Regions from separate parts of the Sus scrofa genome. Here region 1 is linked to region 2. The links are chromatin contacts, called in public HiChIP or PLAC-seq maps. All regions are on one chromosome and are shown on one strand. Each heading gives the region's core, a stretch centred on a gene start, on an enhancer-like site or on the middle of the called end of the contact. The rest is flanking DNA. Distances are from core to core; before and after follow the strand shown.

Region 1 (4,773 bases), core at 1,430-3,929, 210 kb before region 2:
GTGATACACGATATTAATAGAATGAAAGATAGAAATCACGTTCATTTCAATGGATGCAGAAAAGGCATTTGACAAAATTCAAAATCCTTTCATGAAAAAAACTCTCAACAAATTTAGTATAGAAGGAATGTACTATAATAAAGGCCATATGACAAAAACACAGCTGACATCATATTCATGGCAAAATGTTCAAAGCTTTCCTACTACGTCCAGGAACAAGAGGAGGGTGCTCAGTTTCACCACTCCTATTCAGCATTGCACTGGGAAGTCCTAGCCAGAGCAATTAGACAAGAAAAAGAAAAGGAGAATAATTCTCTTTGCAGATGTTAAGGTCTTATATACGTGATGTATAGGTATGTCTGTATGGTGAAAAAGAATCCTATAAAACTATAGAGGGGCACAGTGAAAGGGATATAGCTGTCTTATGAATGTGAGAATCTCATAACTAACCTGGAGTTTGACTTTTGCCTTTTATAACAACGTGAGATTTTATTTAGGTGCTTACTCAGTTTGATTTTCTATTTTTTTCCATTGTCCTGATTTCCTCATCTATTTATTTTACGCCAATACAAATTGCTTCAAATACTTTTCAGAACAAAATAGAGTATACATTCATAAACACATCATCATCCATATTGATTTACAGATGGCTAAGGATTCTTATTTTTTATTTTATTTATTTATTTTTTATCTTTTTAGGGCTGCACCCGTGGCACATGGAGGTTCCCAGGCTAGGGGTCCAACCAGAGCTGTAGCCACCAGCCTATGCCAGAGCCACAGCAACACCAGATCCGAGCCATGTCTTCAATGTACACCACAGCTCTCGGCAATGCCGGATCCTACAAATGGCTAAGGATTCTTATGATCTCCTTCCAATCTGTTTTCTCAGGCTTATATGGTAACCCAGCACTAATATGCATATGGAAATAGCTGTATTTTGTCTAAAATTATGTAGATTTTCACTTTGATGCAACTATGAGCATGGGTTTAACAGGTAAACAGATTTGGTTTGGGGCTTGGATTTGCTTACAGGCTATACTTCTCTGAACCTCATCTGTAAAATAGTACCTTGCAAGAATGTTGTAAGGATTAGAAGTATTCTATATAAAGCACTAAAACATGGCAAGAAGTTTAAAAAAAGAGCAGGAGTTCCCATTGCTCCTCAGTGTGACTAGTATCCACGAGGATTTGAGTTCAACCTCTGGCCCTGCTTAGTGGGCTAAAGATCCTGAGTTGCTGTGGCATAGACAGGGAGCTACAGCTTGGATTAGAACCCTAGCCTGGGAGCTTCCATATACTGCACCTGTGGCCCTAAAAAAACAAAAAAGCAAAAACTCAACCCCCCAGCAGATGTCGATTGCTAAATCCCATTTGCTATTCATTGGCTGGCTGATGTTGGTTAAATAACCTGAACTTGTTTCCTTTTATGATGGTCTACTTTTTAATAAACTTCATGTATATAAAGTACCTGACAGATAAGACTCACTAGTGTTTCTTTACCCTGTTGCCTCTACCTGAACATCCTGTTAGAATACAACCACTTACTAAAAATGTTTCAGTTAAGAGAGGGTTTTTCCCTCTGTAATTAATCTTATCCTTCTCAAAGTTCTCTGTGGATTTTTAAATAAAGCCTCTGACATTTGACTAATTTTGTGTCTTTCTTGCCCGATGAGTCCAAGTTTTTTGGAGGGAGATTGTTTTGTTAACCTTTGAATTCTCTCATAATATGGTCAGTGATTATTATTTGTGCCTTTGAAATAGTTTTTTTTTTTTCTGAGGATATTATGTTAGACGTTTTCTTTTGTTTTACTTGACCTTACCTAACACTTTGCTGTCATGTTCCTGTTTGAATTTTGTGGAAGTTGGTGTGGCTAACAACAACAACAACAAAAAATCAATACATTTGAAACTATAAATCTTAAGGCATTACATTAGATAGGAACATTAGTCCAAGACTGATGTTTTGGATAGTTTTGGCTCCGGGGCTTTTTGCCACTATAGTCTGTTCAGGGCCTTCCTGAAACAACACATCAAGACGAAGTGCTCTTGGTTTTCCTGGAATTCATGAGCATATAAACACGTGTCACATACTACGCATGTGGCACATAATGGACCCTAGGTCGGGGTTTTCTTTTACCTGCCTCCACCTGGGAAGCTCCTCCTCACCACCTCTGCCTGCTCAAGGTTACCTTTCCTACTTACTTCCCATGACCCGACCTGTTGGGTGACTTTGGCTGCCCAAGACGTAAGCCAGGACCGCCAGGTGACCGCGGCCCGCCCGCCCCACCTCCTCGAGGCCAGGACCGCCAGGTCATTGTGGGTCGCCCGGCCCCCAGCCCCAGACGCCAGGAGCGCGAGGTTCCGCGGCCTGCTAGTGTTCCAAGCCGCCTGGGAGGCCAGCACCTCCAAGTGACTGCGGCCCGCTCACCCTCCGTCGCCCAAGCCCGAACGGCGGAACGCGCATGCGCACCACGCCGCTCCCCCGCCCCCACCTCGCGCCCGCGCCCAACGCCCCCAACGCGGCCCGCCGGGCCATGGAACCCGCCGAAGTTGGCGCGGTTCGAGCTCTCCTGTTCGCTCGCTCGGGCGCCTTCCCCCCGTGAGGCCCGTGGGCGCTCGGCCGGGGCTCGGCGGCTGCCTGGGCCGCTCCGCCCGCCTCCGCCGCTCGGCGGGCGCGCGCCGCGCTCCCGCGGCCGATCCCCGCGCGTGCGCGCTCTGCCGAGTGTATGTGTGTGAGTGTGTGTGCGGCCGAGGGGTGGTCCGCCGCTGCCGCCGACGATGCCGCGGGGCCGCCCCCCGAAGCCCAAGGAGAGCAAGGCGCGCGGCGACACCGGTAAGCGGCCCCGGCCCGGCCGGCCGCGCTGTGCCGCTCCGCGCGAATATAGTCCCCGGATGCGGCGCGGGGGGCGCTGGGAGCGGGCCGGGCCGGGGGTGGCGGGGCGGCTGGGCTGGGCCCGGCCTGGGGCCGGGGCCGGGGCCGGGGTCCGGGGTCCAGGCCGGGGAGCGGCCCCGCCACGCCCGCCGCCGCTGACGCCGCCGCCTCCCGACTGCCGGCCGCAGGGCGCGGGCGGAATGATATCGGCGCGGCGCGGCCGGCCCCTCCGCCGGGCTGGGCCTACTTTCCTGGGCCGCGCGGGCGGGCGGCAGCTGCGGCGGCGGGGCCGGGGGCGAGGCGCGCCGCCTTCCCCCTCCCGCTCCCGCTCCAGCTCCCCGCGCCCCGCTCCTCCCGCACCCTCCTTCTTCGTCCACGCAGCCAGGCTGGCGCGGGGCGCGGGAGGCCTTCTTTTTGGGAAGCTGCGTCCGTGCGGGGAATGGCGGGCCCGGGGGCAGGCGGCTGGGAGGGTGCGGAGCCCCGAGGCGGGCAGGAGGGGGCCCGGTAGCCGGCCCCCCGGCCTCTCCCGCGGCTCCCGGAGGGCTGGTGCCCGCAGGACGCGGGCGCGCGGGGCCGTGTCTGGACCCGGCAGGCCGGCGTGCGCTTCTCACTGTGCCCTCGCAGGCATCGGGGAGCAGGAGGGGCGGGCTAGGGGTCGGTGTAAGCTTAGGGGACGAACCAAACCAGATGGGACCGTTCTAGTTACTGCAGTTGCTGAAATTGACAGACGAGTAAACTAGGAAGGTGTTCCGACGTCACTGCCACGCAGTAAATGTGAATTTCATCGAGGATGCTCACACTTCGTGTAGCCCTTGTGGAACTTGGGGAAATACAGGTGTGCAGATGGGTAGTCGGGTAATAACCGCTCAGAATTTTGATTAGTGTCTGATGGTGTCTGGAAGCAGGTCTCAAAGGGCTCTCTTCCTGCTTTGGCCTTATTTTATTCAGTGTTTATTAAGTTTTTTGTTGATATGACTTCTGCTAAGAATAGCAAAGTGCAGTGTCTCTCTGTTACTTGGGAAAAGGCTTAGGAGAAAAAAAAGAATGTAAAATTTGCATTGGAATAAGGCCAGGAAATTATTCGTCCTCCACTCTCCCATTTCACCTAGTTTTTCAAGCCTCAAACTTAGAAAAATAATTCTCTTACTCCCTAAGACATTTCTTAAGTTTTGTAGCTTCTACCCCCCAAATGTATTTTCAGTTGGCCCTGCTCTTTCCCTCTCCTGGGTTACCACCTTACCATTTTTCAGGCTCTGTAGGAGCCTCTGGTCTCTCTGCCAGTCCTATAAACCCATCATCTGTAGGCCTGAGGCTCTCTTTAAGATGTAAATACATGGTCACACCCTGATTAAAATTAAGCTGTGGATCCCTTATCCCTTTAACTTAAAATCCCACTCCTGCAGGATCCTAACTGATCTGGCATTTGTCCATCTCTTTTTGCTCTTGCCCTGCCCTACCACTCAGTCCTTGGCATTCCAGATGACACCACATTTACTTCTGTCTCAGGGCCTTTGCAGTTCCCTATTTTGAGACTCCACCTCCTCTTCTGTAGGTCTCTGTGCTTCAGCATCCTAAGAGAGGCCTCTTCAGACCTTTCAGACCTTTTTGCTACTTTCCCCCCGCTTTCCACCAGTCATTCTTTACCACAATGGTTTTCAAAAGTGTGGGAGTTCATGGAGACAATTTCAGGGGTCTGCAAGGTAAATATTTTTGTAGTAATACTAAGACCATTTGACTTTTTCATTTGGTTAACATTTGCACTAGTCACACACAGGTAATTAGGCGTAAAACTGTTCATGCCTTAGCAGTAGTCAAGGTGTGGAAACACCATACTGTGTGAGGCTGCATTATTTTAGTTTTATTTTAGAGAGATAATTGACATAACATTGTTTCAGGTGTGC
Region 2 (4,258 bases), core at 1,394-3,893:
ACAATTCTACACACGTGAGAAAATTACATAAAACTACACACAGACACGTGGGAGCACGTAAGCTGGTGAAATCTGAAATCCCAACATGGTTGATGGGCTCTCAGTGTTAATTTCCCGGTTGTGATTCGGACTAGAGTTTTGCAAGACGTTACTATATGGATCATTCAGTATTATTTTTCACAATTGCATGTGAATCTACATTTATCTCAAAATTTTAAAAAAATGTTAATTGCTTCTGTGAGCAACCTTTGCATATGCCTTAGGCACTCAGACCAGGCTCTCTTTGGAGGCTACACTTAGGAGTGAAACAATGAGGTCATAGGGAATATCCATCTTCAGCTTTTATGGCTTATTCTCTAAGGTGTCTGGTCCTGTTTGCATTCTACTCATGATCAAGTGAGTTCTCACTTCTCTAAATCTTCCCCAACCCTCAATATAGTCAGAACTTAATTTTTTTCACCAGCACGAGGGATATGAACAATTATCTCATCGATGTTGTGATTTTCAATTTCCTGAGAACTAGTGGGTTAAGCATCTTTTCATGTCTTACTAGACCAGCCTAGTCACTCACATCTTTTTCTTCTAGGTGGTTTGTTGTGTTTTGCTGAATTTGAGAATGTTTTATACATCCCAGATACCTCACCTAAGTCTGTTTACCTTCATTCTCTAGGCATCCATCTATTTTTTTTTTTTAAATAACAGAGCTTCACATTTACTCTGGTATTCACAGAGTCCAGATGTATAGTTATGAATTTTTAAATTATTGACATGAGGGTGGTTCTGCCTTTGGACAAGGCCTCAGCTCACACCTGAGAGCTCCAGCCTCCTACCTGGGCAGCCTCTCCAGCCCTAATTCCTCACGATCCATCTCTCATGTGTATCTCCCACTGGCTCTGTCTCTCTGGCTAAAGCCTGGTGGCTGCATGTTAAGGTAGAGACTGGAAACCTGCTCATCCAGCCTCTCTGCTCAGCAGGACCATCAGGGTCTCTGCTGACAATTACTGTGCATTAAATCCAGCTCCTAGGGCCCCCAACTCAGGCTGATTTAAGCTTCCTTCCGTGGCTCCAAGGGACCAATAGAAGTGTCCTCCTTTATGTAGTGCTTAATGACTACTTACTAAAAATCGTACCAAGGAATTAGGAAACTGACTCTCCTTACTGACAACTTCACTGAGGAAGTTAGGACAGGGTGACTAAAAGAGATGTGACAGTCCAATCATCCTGTAGAGGAAGCATATTTTGTTGGGTGTGGCCACTCAGGAGCAGTGGAATTTTAAAGAGACAGAAACCAAAGGCAGCTCTGTGAGGTTTGCAAGGTGTCCTGTCAGTCTGCAGGGCAGCAAAGAGGGGCTGGTGGCAGGATCCTGGAACTTAATCCTGTAGGCACCTGTGAGTCTCTGTGCCTTGGTTTCCTAGTCAGTGAAAATGAGAGTAGGAGTTCCCTGGTGACTTAGCTGCTTAGGACTTGGCATTGTCACTGATGCGGCATGGGTTCAATCCCTGGCCCAAGAACTTCCACATGCCATGGGCATTGCCCCCCCAAATGAAGATAATAATAGGGTAGTTATATCAAAGGAGGGTATCCCCTGGCATCAGGACGATTCATCAGGTGAAATAGCATTTTCAGAAGACAGCTGGCAATTTGTAAGTGGTCAAAAATGCTACCTGGGTACAGAAATGGTTGTCAATTTTTTAAAGAACCTAGAAAACTAAAAGTTCAACATACCTCCAATTAGCATTTAGAAATTCAGAAGGAAATAGAAAAAAATCACCAAAAAGACTGGTCTCTACTCTTTTCCACCTTCAGCAAGTGCCTTTCATCAGGGCACATGGTCGAGGCCATCCCCCACCAAAGCTAGGCTGAAGTGATTCCATGTCAATCACAGATCAAATAACTTTTCTAAATGCTCTTCTCTTTGGACAGAAATACGATACTTTAGAAAGATTTTTAAGGTGCATTTGAACCAAACAGTTTTTGTTCAACCCTGGTTAATAAAGGTACTCAGTTAAATCCTAGGGAGTTACTGTTAACCGACATTTTATGGCAATTTTTAACTGGATTTCCTCCCTTCAGGTTTTGATCTATCCCACTTAAAAAAAAATTCAGCTACCGACGAGCACCCGTGGCCTGGGAGGAACGCCGCGGGTTCATAAGGCTTCTGCCCCTTGCAGGTCATTTGGCCCATCCTTTCCTGAAGATCTGCTTTGACTCCTGCTGGCTCCACACCTGGGTCCCCATGTCCCAGGAGGCCCTCAGCACTCTCATGTGGCCTACCAGGGAGCAGAGGTACAGGCCTGAGCCCAATATAGGGAGGTCCCTAACTTGCAGGCCACTCTGTAAAACATCCCCCTGACCTCGGTGGGCTAAAAATCTTCTCCAAAAGCCATAGGTCTTAAATAGGATGCATCCTAAAATCCCCTTCCTAGGAAAAACTCTCTTTCTAGGCCAGGTGTTCATGTCCATGTCAGAACAGCCAGCGCCCCCCCGCCACCATGTTTATACCCCTCCCAACACATCCCAGCTGCTGCACGTGCCCTCCACGGAGGCAGAGAAAAACTGCACACATGCTGTTGATTCTCACATTGCCGCAATTGGAAAACAGAGGATGGGGAACCGAAACACGCCTATTTCCTGCCGGAGTCCCACTGAGTCCCAAAGAAACTGAAAGGGTTTCCCAAATCTCACTCCGCCTTCCAAACGGGAGAGAGAGAGTAGCCCCTAAGAGAAAGCAGCTGGTGTCACCGGTATCCCGCAGGACCTAGAATCACCTAGGCGTCAGTAGAACCTTGCAGCACACACAGCACCCTCAGAGCCAGCTCACCCAGCGACGGGCCCAGAGGGGCTTCACGCGGGACAGGGGGACCGCGCCGCGCGCAGGTGCGCGCAGGTGCGCGCAGGTGGGGTACCGGCCGGCGCAGGTGGGCTCAGGCAGCTCAGCCAGGCCAGGCCTCCCGAAGGCGGAAGCAAGGCGAGTTGCCTGTCACCGCCCTCCACGCTCAAAGGGAAACTGGTTTTCGTCTGGAAACGGCGGGAGGGTGAGGTCGTCTGCCCGGCTCCAGGTGTGTCTTTAAGAAGCACTTTAAGCCTGTGGGGATCCCCCGCCTGCTCGAAAGCTCGCCACCAGCACCCATCCCCGCAACGCCCAGGGCGGCCTCTTTGACCTTCGTCACCTCCCTCCGAAACTCCACCCCCACCCCCTCCCACACTCTTGAGACCCCAGCCACGGGAGCCCACATCTGGACACTCATCCGGGACAGCCCCGCTGCTCTGGAGCGCGTCTACACCCGCACCCACCCCCCGCCCCGGCGGCCCCTGGGCTGCCACCTGCCGCCACCTGCGCCGCCGCCCAGGGGAACTCCGGGCCCGGGTCCCCGCTCCGAGGGCGCTGATAAAGGCGCTTGCCCACCCAAGAGTCACCCACCGCGCTAAGCTTGGTGCTCCTAGGCCGAGGGCGCCGCGGGATCCAGGCCGCCTTCCCGCCGCCCCGGCCCCAGGCGCCAGGAGCGCGGGGTCCCAGGGCTCCGCCTTCCGGGTCAGGGACGCGGGCCGCCGGGGCCAAAGGCTCGTCCTCGCTGGCGCGCTGCAGAGGCGACTGACGGCGGCTGCTCGGGGGCCGAGCGCCCCGCCTCCCTCCCCCGCCTCCCGGGCTGCCTGCGAGCCAGGTAAACACGCCGCCCCGGGCCCAGCCGCCCACCTGCCGCCCGCTGGCCAGGTCCACGTCCCGACGCCTCCGCCACGAGGGCTCCGGGCACACGCGGGAGGCGGGCTCGGAGTTTGCCCGGGACTGAACTCGGGCTCTTTGCGCCTCCGCGCGTGGCGGAGCCTACGAACCACCCCGCCCGACCGTGCTGGGAGGGACTGCGGTAGTTTAGGCTCCACGCCCCATACCACGGCCGCCGTGGCCGCTGGCCAGAATCTACTTCCCCGCCTCGGGGTGCAGGGCACTCCGCAAAACCTGGCCCCTTGGGAACACCAGGGTGGCGTTGGTGCAGCACCGCTCACAGGTAGGGTTCCTCTGGAGAGCGCATGCTTCCCGAAGGAGGCTGGCGAGGAGGGCTCAAAGTAGACCAGAAAACGCACAGAAGGAGCGGGCGAACCTGGGTCCTGCGGCCTGAATGATCTCTCCCTCGGCTTGGGGTCGGTGTCATCCTCTTGGTCCAAGGGATCCTGGTGTTGGACATTAGTCACCTACACAGAGTCGTTTCCCCCTGGACTTTCGGCCTCATCCTGATGGTGGAAAAGTAGGAGGTGGAGGGA

What was found. HiChIP or PLAC-seq counts read pairs in DNA pulled down with a chosen protein or histone mark.
Region 1: an H3K27ac HiChIP or PLAC-seq map of alveolar macrophages shows a contact between it and region 2. The contact joins the promoter of ZNF236 here to the enhancer-like site in region 2. A contact is called at or near these places in 1 of 5 promoter capture datasets (fetal liver), 5 of 47 Hi-C or Micro-C datasets (adipose tissue, blood, omental adipose tissue and 2 more) and 2 of 2 datasets of contacts at active chromatin or transcription factors (alveolar macrophages and skeletal muscle).

What each region holds. Positions count from the first base shown.
Region 1 is chr1:147,780,067-147,784,839 of Sscrofa11.1, reverse strand. ZNF236 (zinc finger protein 236) reads left to right here and starts at 2,679. Exons shown (of 33, transcript XR_002345824.1): 1 at 2,679-2,833.
Region 2 is chr1:147,567,951-147,572,208 of Sscrofa11.1, reverse strand. No RefSeq gene overlaps it. Among named protein-coding and RNA genes, the nearest start is that of MBP, 79 kb to the left of the region's middle. Within about 2 kb of position 2,643, at least 52 of the 83 cell types and tissues checked have an H3K27ac peak or open chromatin away from gene starts, as enhancers often do. A contact at or near this core is called in adipose tissue, alveolar macrophages, fetal liver and 4 more, where this site is marked.